Regions from separate parts of the Zea mays genome. Here region 2 is linked to region 1. Evidence: chromatin contacts called from public Hi-C data. All regions are on one chromosome and are shown on one strand. Each heading gives the region's core, a stretch centred on a gene start, on an enhancer-like site or on the middle of the called end of the contact. The rest is flanking DNA. Distances are from core to core; before and after follow the strand shown. Region 1 holds the start of LOC109939366. Region 2 holds the start of LOC100501094 (protein kinase domain superfamily protein).

Evidence for each region. Hi-C and Micro-C count contacts between places; a contact is called where the count stands out from the background.
Region 2: a Hi-C map of tassel shows a contact between it and region 1, with 4 times the contacts expected there. The contact joins the promoter of LOC100501094 here to the promoter of LOC109939366 in region 1. A contact is called at or near these places in 4 of 25 Hi-C or Micro-C datasets (ear, endosperm, leaf and 1 more).

Annotation. Positions count from the first base shown.
Region 1 is chr1:150,716,080-150,720,015 of Zm-B73-REFERENCE-NAM-5.0, forward strand. It overlaps LOC109939366, which reads left to right and starts at 1,536. Exons shown (of 3, transcript XM_020546485.2): 1 at 1,536-1,625. The coding sequence starts at 1,594. It overlaps LOC100273814, which reads right to left and starts at 1,731. Exons shown (of 2, transcript XM_020546492.3): 1 at 1,367-1,731. The coding sequence starts at 1,707.
Region 2 is chr1:151,488,367-151,492,179 of Zm-B73-REFERENCE-NAM-5.0, forward strand. It overlaps LOC100501094 (protein kinase domain superfamily protein), which reads left to right and starts at 1,280. Exons shown (of 13, transcript NM_001195915.1): 1 at 1,280-2,079. The coding sequence starts at 1,673.

The DNA.
Region 1 (3,936 bases), core at 286-2,785:
AGTGGCTGGTGCCAAGGGATTATCCTTCCTGGCTGCCCCGCTCTCCACTTCTTAGGGTCAGATTCAGATCTTCATAGGGTGTGTGTGGCTTATCCTTTCCTTATGGATTGTTTTATGTATGCTTCTGTGTGGCCTCCCTTCCCTTCTGTAAGGGTGCCTTGTATCCGGGGTTCTTTTCCCCTTCCCTTCTGCTATAATATATTGGAGTGCAGTTCTCCTGCGCTTTTCGAGAAAAAAATGTCACAAGAATATAGGTTTAGAGCATGCATCATTTGGACGTAGTTTTAAATGCAACCTGATTCCCAACCCAACCTAGGAAGGTAATACAACACAGCCATGCCCTTAAAACCATGTCTAGCAGTTAATTTCCTATGTTATGCAAAGCATAGAACCCTCAATCCATTCAGGTTTTGGATGAACACAGAAATACTGAGAAGTGAAGTACACAGAACAACAGTAAATGTACATTTTTCCTATTGCTACATTCAGGATATGTGATGTGCTTATGTACATCATGAAACAAACACCTAGTAAGCAAGAAGACTACACTCATCAGACAAACTTGTGTTAGGTTAGAAGCACCCTGGTCCCAGATTAAGGAGCAGAATTGCATCCAAATGATGAATATGAACAATGCAAACCCTCATCAACATGAAAACATGGTAGACCAGAAACTGCCTATGCGCCATCTAAACTCTAGAGGCAACAGTCAAGTGCAGCCAGAACCCCCAATCCAGTTTATTAACATCAGGATCAACTGCAATCTCAGTGCAGTTGATTCAAAATACCCTATTTGCATTCTAGCCCATCCCTGCTGACTTTGGATCCCTAATCAGACCACAAAAACTGAGTACAGGACATTGTTACACGCCAAAAGAAATCTCTTTGCATATACATTTGACTAGTCGGTATTTTCCCTGCAACAGCCACCATTTCTTTTTCGCCACCAGCATCCTTGTTGCATCGCAGGCCAACATATACCGGTGCATAACAATAACACACCAGAACTGTTTGCCGCGGATTGGATCAGTATTACCATTCCCAACTCCATGGCAGATTGGCAGACGACCCTTGCGTCCCTTGATCCAACCCAGGAACCAAAAGCAGAGACGGCCGCCGTATCCTCCGCCAAACCAAGCTATCTGCACGGCGACCTAACACGCTCGCCTTGCACACCATCGACACCGACACATAGATTCGCCGTGCCAACCCAGCGCGCCGGCGCCGAGGGGGAGCCAGATCCGAATGGCCAAGGCAACCGAAAGGGTAAGTTTTTTTTCCCAAAACGCGAGCAGGCGCGTAGCGGTGTAGGGTCAGGCGCCGGGAAAGGAAGTAAGAATCTGGGGTACGAAGAAGGGGAGCTCACCGCGCCGGAGATGAAGGGGACTTGCGCCGCCGCCGAGAGGGAGGGCACCGAGGGTAATTCGTTTTCGATCCGTGTGGGGTGGCGTATTTGCGGGGACGCCCTTTTAAAGGCCCGCCAAGGCTATTCGCGAGCGAGTGTCCGGTGCTTGTCGGGGGCTCTGGGCGTCTGGCGCTGACTACGGACCACAGAGCCACGGAAGAGAAGAGGCATGACCGCATGAGCTGTCCATGTCTTTGCAGGCTTTCGAGAACAAACAGAGGTAACAAAGCACACAACCTTAACTCGCCCTTACACAAGATTGAAAATTCCTTAACCACGAAGATGAAATAAATATATAGCATTTTTCAGAAAAACACAAACAGAGACGTCACATCAGGATTTAAGGGTAAATCCGGCCGCGTATTAAGGATGTGTTTGGTTGCGAGTCAGGACGGGATGGAACAGGACGATCCCACACACTAGACTGTTTGGTTGGGAGTCAAGGTTCAGATGAGACCGTCCCTACAAAAATATTATCACTAGAATATTGTCCATGTTCGTCCCTCTGAATCAGACGGATAATATCGTTCTTCTCGGGACAAGGCACCTCACGAGCCCTTCTCATCCACATCAGATCTAGCGCCGCCTCCTTCATCCCGCTGGCCGGCGAGCTCCTCAGCGCGGTGAGTCCTCTTTCCCCTCTACTCTCCTCTTCCCCTATGCTCTCCTCTTCCTCCAATCCTGCTGACCGGCGAGCTGCTCAGCAGGGTGCGGTGAGTCGCCTATCCTCTGCTCTCATTTTCCTCCTTTATCCCGCTAGCCGGCGAGCTCTTAAGAGCCAGGCGCGGTGAGTTCCTTTCCACTCTGCTCTCTTCTTCCCCTCTGCTCTCTTCCGCGTGGTGAGCCCGGCGCGGCGAGCTCTTCCCCCACAGGCTCGTGACCAGCAGACGCATCAGGATCAGGCTCCATGGACAACAGCTCTCCGACCCCTTTCTGATGCCTGATGCTTGGTGTAGTCGTGTAGGTGAGAGAGGGAGAGAGCCATGCTACAGCCGGCCAGCATCAAGGAAAAGTTCTTGTCAACTTGTACAGCAGTTCTTATTGTTTAGCCATGTAGCTGGTGCCTGGTGTAGCCGTGTCGGTGGTGTAGCATCCTTTATTTTTTTATCAAATCTACGACATACTCATCCACAAGCTATTGCTATTATAAATTAATCTCCTTATTAGTGAACTTAGCATCAGTTCTTGACTTACAAATCTACGGCATACTCATCGTTTATGGTTCTTGACTTACAAATGTACGACAGTTCTTGTCAATTTGTGTTTCTTGCGCTACTGAATTGTTTTTAGACTTGAGTAATGTAAATAATTCTATGCAAATAGTGTATGTAGATCATAATGTATTAATATGCAGATCGTAATTGCTATTAGTTCCTTTATATTTTGTTTGCATGAACACTTGATTGTACACCTATATATCAATTCTACATGATTGTTGTCTTTTTGGATTTGATGCTTACATGTAGATGGATAAGAAGACCAAGGTTATAGTTTGTGTTGCTGATGCACATAAGTTACTGTCAATGATGGCTATGATTATTCATTCTAGAAAAAGAAAACGAAATGCAAGGAGGATAGGGATTACCTATGCACCAATGCATGAAAGGGATAGAGTTATAATTGAATATCTCAACACAAAGATTTGGAGGGATGACACAACATGTATAAACATGATTAGAATGAAAAGGGCTTGTTTCTTTCACCTAACTAAACATTTTAGAGAGCGTGGTTTACTTTAGGACACTATCCATATGTGTGTTGACCAACAAGTGGCCATGTTTCTAAATACAATTGGGCATAACCTTAGAAATAGGTTGATTGGCACGAATTTTGGTAGATCTGGGGAAACAGTTAGTCGTTGTTTCAGTAAAGTTCTTCGTGCAATTGGTGAGCTACGGGGGGAACTAATTAGGCCACCTTCATTGGAACTCCAACCAAAATATCAAGGAACTACAGATGGGATCCGTACTTTAAGGTGTGAAACTCATCACTATTTTATTTTCAGGTCTATATTCATGTTGCACATACGGCCCCTAATGTTTCATGCTTGTATGGCCCTTAAACTAGGATTGTATTGGAGCTATTGATGGTACACATGTAAGAGCCACTGTTCCTAGAGATATGGAGCATGCCTTTCGTGGTAGGAAGTCCTATGCGACTCAAAATGTAATGGCGGCTGTAGATTTAGATCTACGCTTCACTTATGTGTTGGCTGGTTGGGAGGGAACAACTCATGATGCTAATGTATTACGAGATGCTTTAGAACGTGTGAATGGCCTTCGCGTTCCACAAGGTAATAGTTTCACTTATGTGCTTGTAAATGACTGTTTATGGAATTATGACCATAATATATATATTATTATTATATTTTAGGTAAATTCTACCTTGTTGGTGCGGGATATGGAGCAAAACCGGGATTCTTGCCTCCTTTCCGTGGTGTGAGATACCATTTAAACGAATGGGGCAATAATCCCGTACAAAATGAGAAAGAGTTGTTTAATCTAAGGCACTCATCTCTTCGTGTCACAGTT
Region 2 (3,813 bases), core at 30-2,529, 770 kb after region 1:
AGTGTAATCTGACCGACTATTATGTTAGCTCACGGATGGAGCTACCTAGACCAGGCAAGGCTTCCAGACCACAACTGGCTTTAAATTTCACTCTTTTTTATTTTAACTATTTAAAACTAGAGCAAATAAAGTTATACGAGGCATGTCTGAGCTGCGGCTCGAATAATTCGAGTGTTGATTCACCCTTAGGGCCTGTTTGTTTTATACTTAATTCATGTGGATTAAAGTAAATTGAGTGAGATTAAATTCTAAACAAGTCAAAATCCTCCTAATTTCAATTATATCTAATCCATGTGAGGTGGAAATAATTGAACAAGACCTTATTTAAATACATGTCTAGAGTCCAAAAAAGGTGGCTAACCAGAAATTTAGCACATCTTCTTTTTCTTCTACATCATGCTTAGGATCATACTCTAACGGACTCTAAATTTTATACTATAAAATTTAAGAATTAAATCATATTAGGATCATACTCTCTTTCTATTTATTTTTAAAGTTAGCTTAATTAAAGGCTCAAACGAATGCATATGGACATGACTAGATGTTTTGGTCAAAAGTATGCACTTCTAAAGTATAAAATTTATTTAAATCAAGTAGACACCTAAAAATAGAACTACCAGACTCTAGTTGTATCTTTTTACGTTCTCTTCGTTTGAAGTATAATAATTATATCTTTATATACATATTTACCATTTTTATCCAAAATTTATATTTTGAGACGGGAAAAAGAAAAAAAAGGTCACACTAATAACAGACACATGTGAAAAAAGCTGACCAAAATTGTGGCATGCAAGCATGCCGTTCCGGGACAGTTGAGTGGTATAGGCACCCACAAAAGGACCCTACACACCACACGCAACAAAAGCAAATCATATAAATGAGCACCAAAACAGAACTGGCAAGCATAATATAGTATAGATCTAGACAGTTAAAAGCCAAGAAATAATCCCGAGCCTATCCGAAAATTGCAGTGATAGCAGCAACCAATTTCCCAGTTGCCAACATTTTTTCTCGTCAAGGATGACAACACAGGTTGGCACTGGCAGCAAGTTAGATGGATAGGGACAGGGACAGGCGCTGTGTGGATCAACACAACACCCAAGAAAATATACAAAAGAAATTGAAAATTGCCGAAACAGAAAAAATGGGCATAAAATACTTTTTGAGAAGGCTACAAAATATCAAACAAAAACTAAGACCAGATGCATAAAATGCCACCAGGAGACCAGCAAGCAGCCCCGGCAGTTTTTTATTGCCATTATTATTACTACTATTGTATTTTATTCAATCTCCATCTGGATGCGTGTGTGTGACCGGTGAGCGAGACAGATTCCACAGCAATTTGCTCCTCTTCCACGCACAGGCAAGACTGCTCCCCAGAAAAGATTGTAGTTTTCATCGATTTAGCCGGTTTCTGCCCGGGGGGATCGCTGCTGGAGATCTCAGAGAACCGGGAGGCTCCGAGCTTTTGCTCCGTTTGCGTCGAATCTGCCTCGGGAGCGGAGAAAGGAGCGGCCTTCCGAGCTCGTAGGGGCCGTCCCTGAGAAGGCGAGAGGGGACGCGGCGGCGGCGGAGTCAGCTCTAGGGCGCTCGTGGAAGTCGGTGATGCCGGTGGTTTGAGGACGAGGCGGCCTCGGTGGTTTTGAGGAAGCCAGCCTCTGCCGCGGCAAGGATGGACTCCAGCGGGGAGGAACTCCTGAAGAAGATCCGGGAACTGGAGGTTGGGCAGGCGCAGCTCAAGCAGGAGATGTCTAAGCTAATACCCGGCGCTGGGGAGCGTCGGCGCTCGCAATCCGTCTCGCCGCGGCGCGGCGTGCCGGTGCCGCCGCCACCGCCGGCCAAGGCGAAGGCGGGGGCGCCAGGTAGGCGGCTGTCCGGGGGGTTTGAGGGCGGGCAGCGCGCGTGGGCCCGTGGGTCGGCGTCTTTCCCGCACTCATCACCGCTGCAGCGGGAGGGCCGCGCAGGCGCTGGAGACGCTAGCACCAGCGCTAGGCTGCCGGAGAGGCAGTACTCCAGGGTGCTTCAGTCAATGGGGCAGTCCGTCCACATTCTTGACCTCGACGGGAGGATCATATACTGGTTAGATTTCTGGTGCTTCACTGTGTTTTTTTTTATTTGCTTGCCTGCAGAGCTTGACAAATATTCGAAGGAATGCAGTAGTGGTCTTGCTGGTTTGATATGTTGATTATATTCTAGTGCCTGCAATGGAGTAAGTCTTGTGTAATTGAAGCTCTTGCAATAGCAATCCTTGACCCTTGAGCAATTCTTTTGTGTCATTTTGATCTATCAATAACATGTGATAGAGGTTGCAGTGGCGTAGTGCAAATGACAATCTGTTGCACTGTCGGCATCCTATAGAACCCTAGCTACGTAAGGATGTGTCATTACTTTTTTTTTCTCGCAGGAGAACTACGCATCATTATATTGAAAGAGAGAAAGGTCCGAAATGGACCAAAGTACAATGCCATAACAGGCAAAAAATAAAAAAGGAAAAACAGTACAACCTCATGCACTAGGAATAGCCCTGACCCTAGCAAATGCAGCCAGAAGTCCGAGACTCTCGAGCTGCTTCGCACCAGCCATACACCAGCACTCCACCTCATTCAAGAAAAGCCTCTGAATGGTGCTCAATGAAGGGTTGACACCATCAAATACCGCCTTATTGCGATGCAGCCATAAACACCAGGCCCCTAGGATAATGAGACTATGAATACCTTTTCTGATTTGCTTGGGGACTCTCCTTTGCACCTTGTCCCACCAATCCACAAAAGAGCCCGCCTCTCTAGTAGGCGTAAGATGTCCCAACCTCAAAGCTGAAAATATAACATGCCAAAATTGTCTAGCAAAACTGCAAGAGCACAAGAGGTGCAAGATAGTTTCCTGCTCTTGATCACATAATGGATAAACCACCGGGTGCGGTAGTCCTTTCCTCTGAAGTCTATCCGCAGTCCAACATTTATTCCTTATTACCAGCCAAACAAAAAATTTGCATTTGGGGGGTGCCCACGACTTCCACACCCATTTCCATGGCTGGAAAGAAATAGCTCCCATAAACAACGCCGAATAACAAGATTTTGAGGACAATACTCCAGAGCTCGAGTGCACCCACACATGTCTGTCCTCCTCCTGATTAAGCACCACTCCACTTAAAGCATCCCACAGCTGCAAATATTGCTGTAGACCAATCAAAGATAAATGATTCACGATATCGCAAACCCATTGCCAATTATGCAACGCCTGAGCAACAGTTCTCGAATTAAATGGCCTGCTACTCACCATACTTACAACTTCAGGGCCAAAATCATGTATCCTCTGCCCATTCAACCATCTGTCCGACCAGAAAAAAGTATTGGTCTCATTCCCAACAACAGAGACCACCGAAGATTTAAAAAATTGTCTAACTTGCTGCTGCACGGGGATACTCAAACCAAGCCAACACATTTCAGATCGTCCTCAATGGGTTTAACAAAAAGGACCACATCATCAGCATAGATAGAAAGCCTGTTACGGACTCTTGCCCCTTCCAAACTATGCAGCAATCCCCTACATTCAGCAGCCCTAAAAAGACTGCTAAGCACGTCCATGATCAGCACAAACAGCATAGGGGAGAGAGGGTCTCCCTGATGAAGACCTCTCCGATGCTTTATATGGATTCCAGGAAACCCATTCAATAACACTTGCGTAGAAGATGAAGCCAACAGATGTGTCATTACTTATTATCTGTGCGAAGTCATAGTAATGAAATGCTGGATGGGATGCCTAGACTTTACCTGGTTCTGGTGACGAGCTTGTACCTTGAAGTTCTACTACATT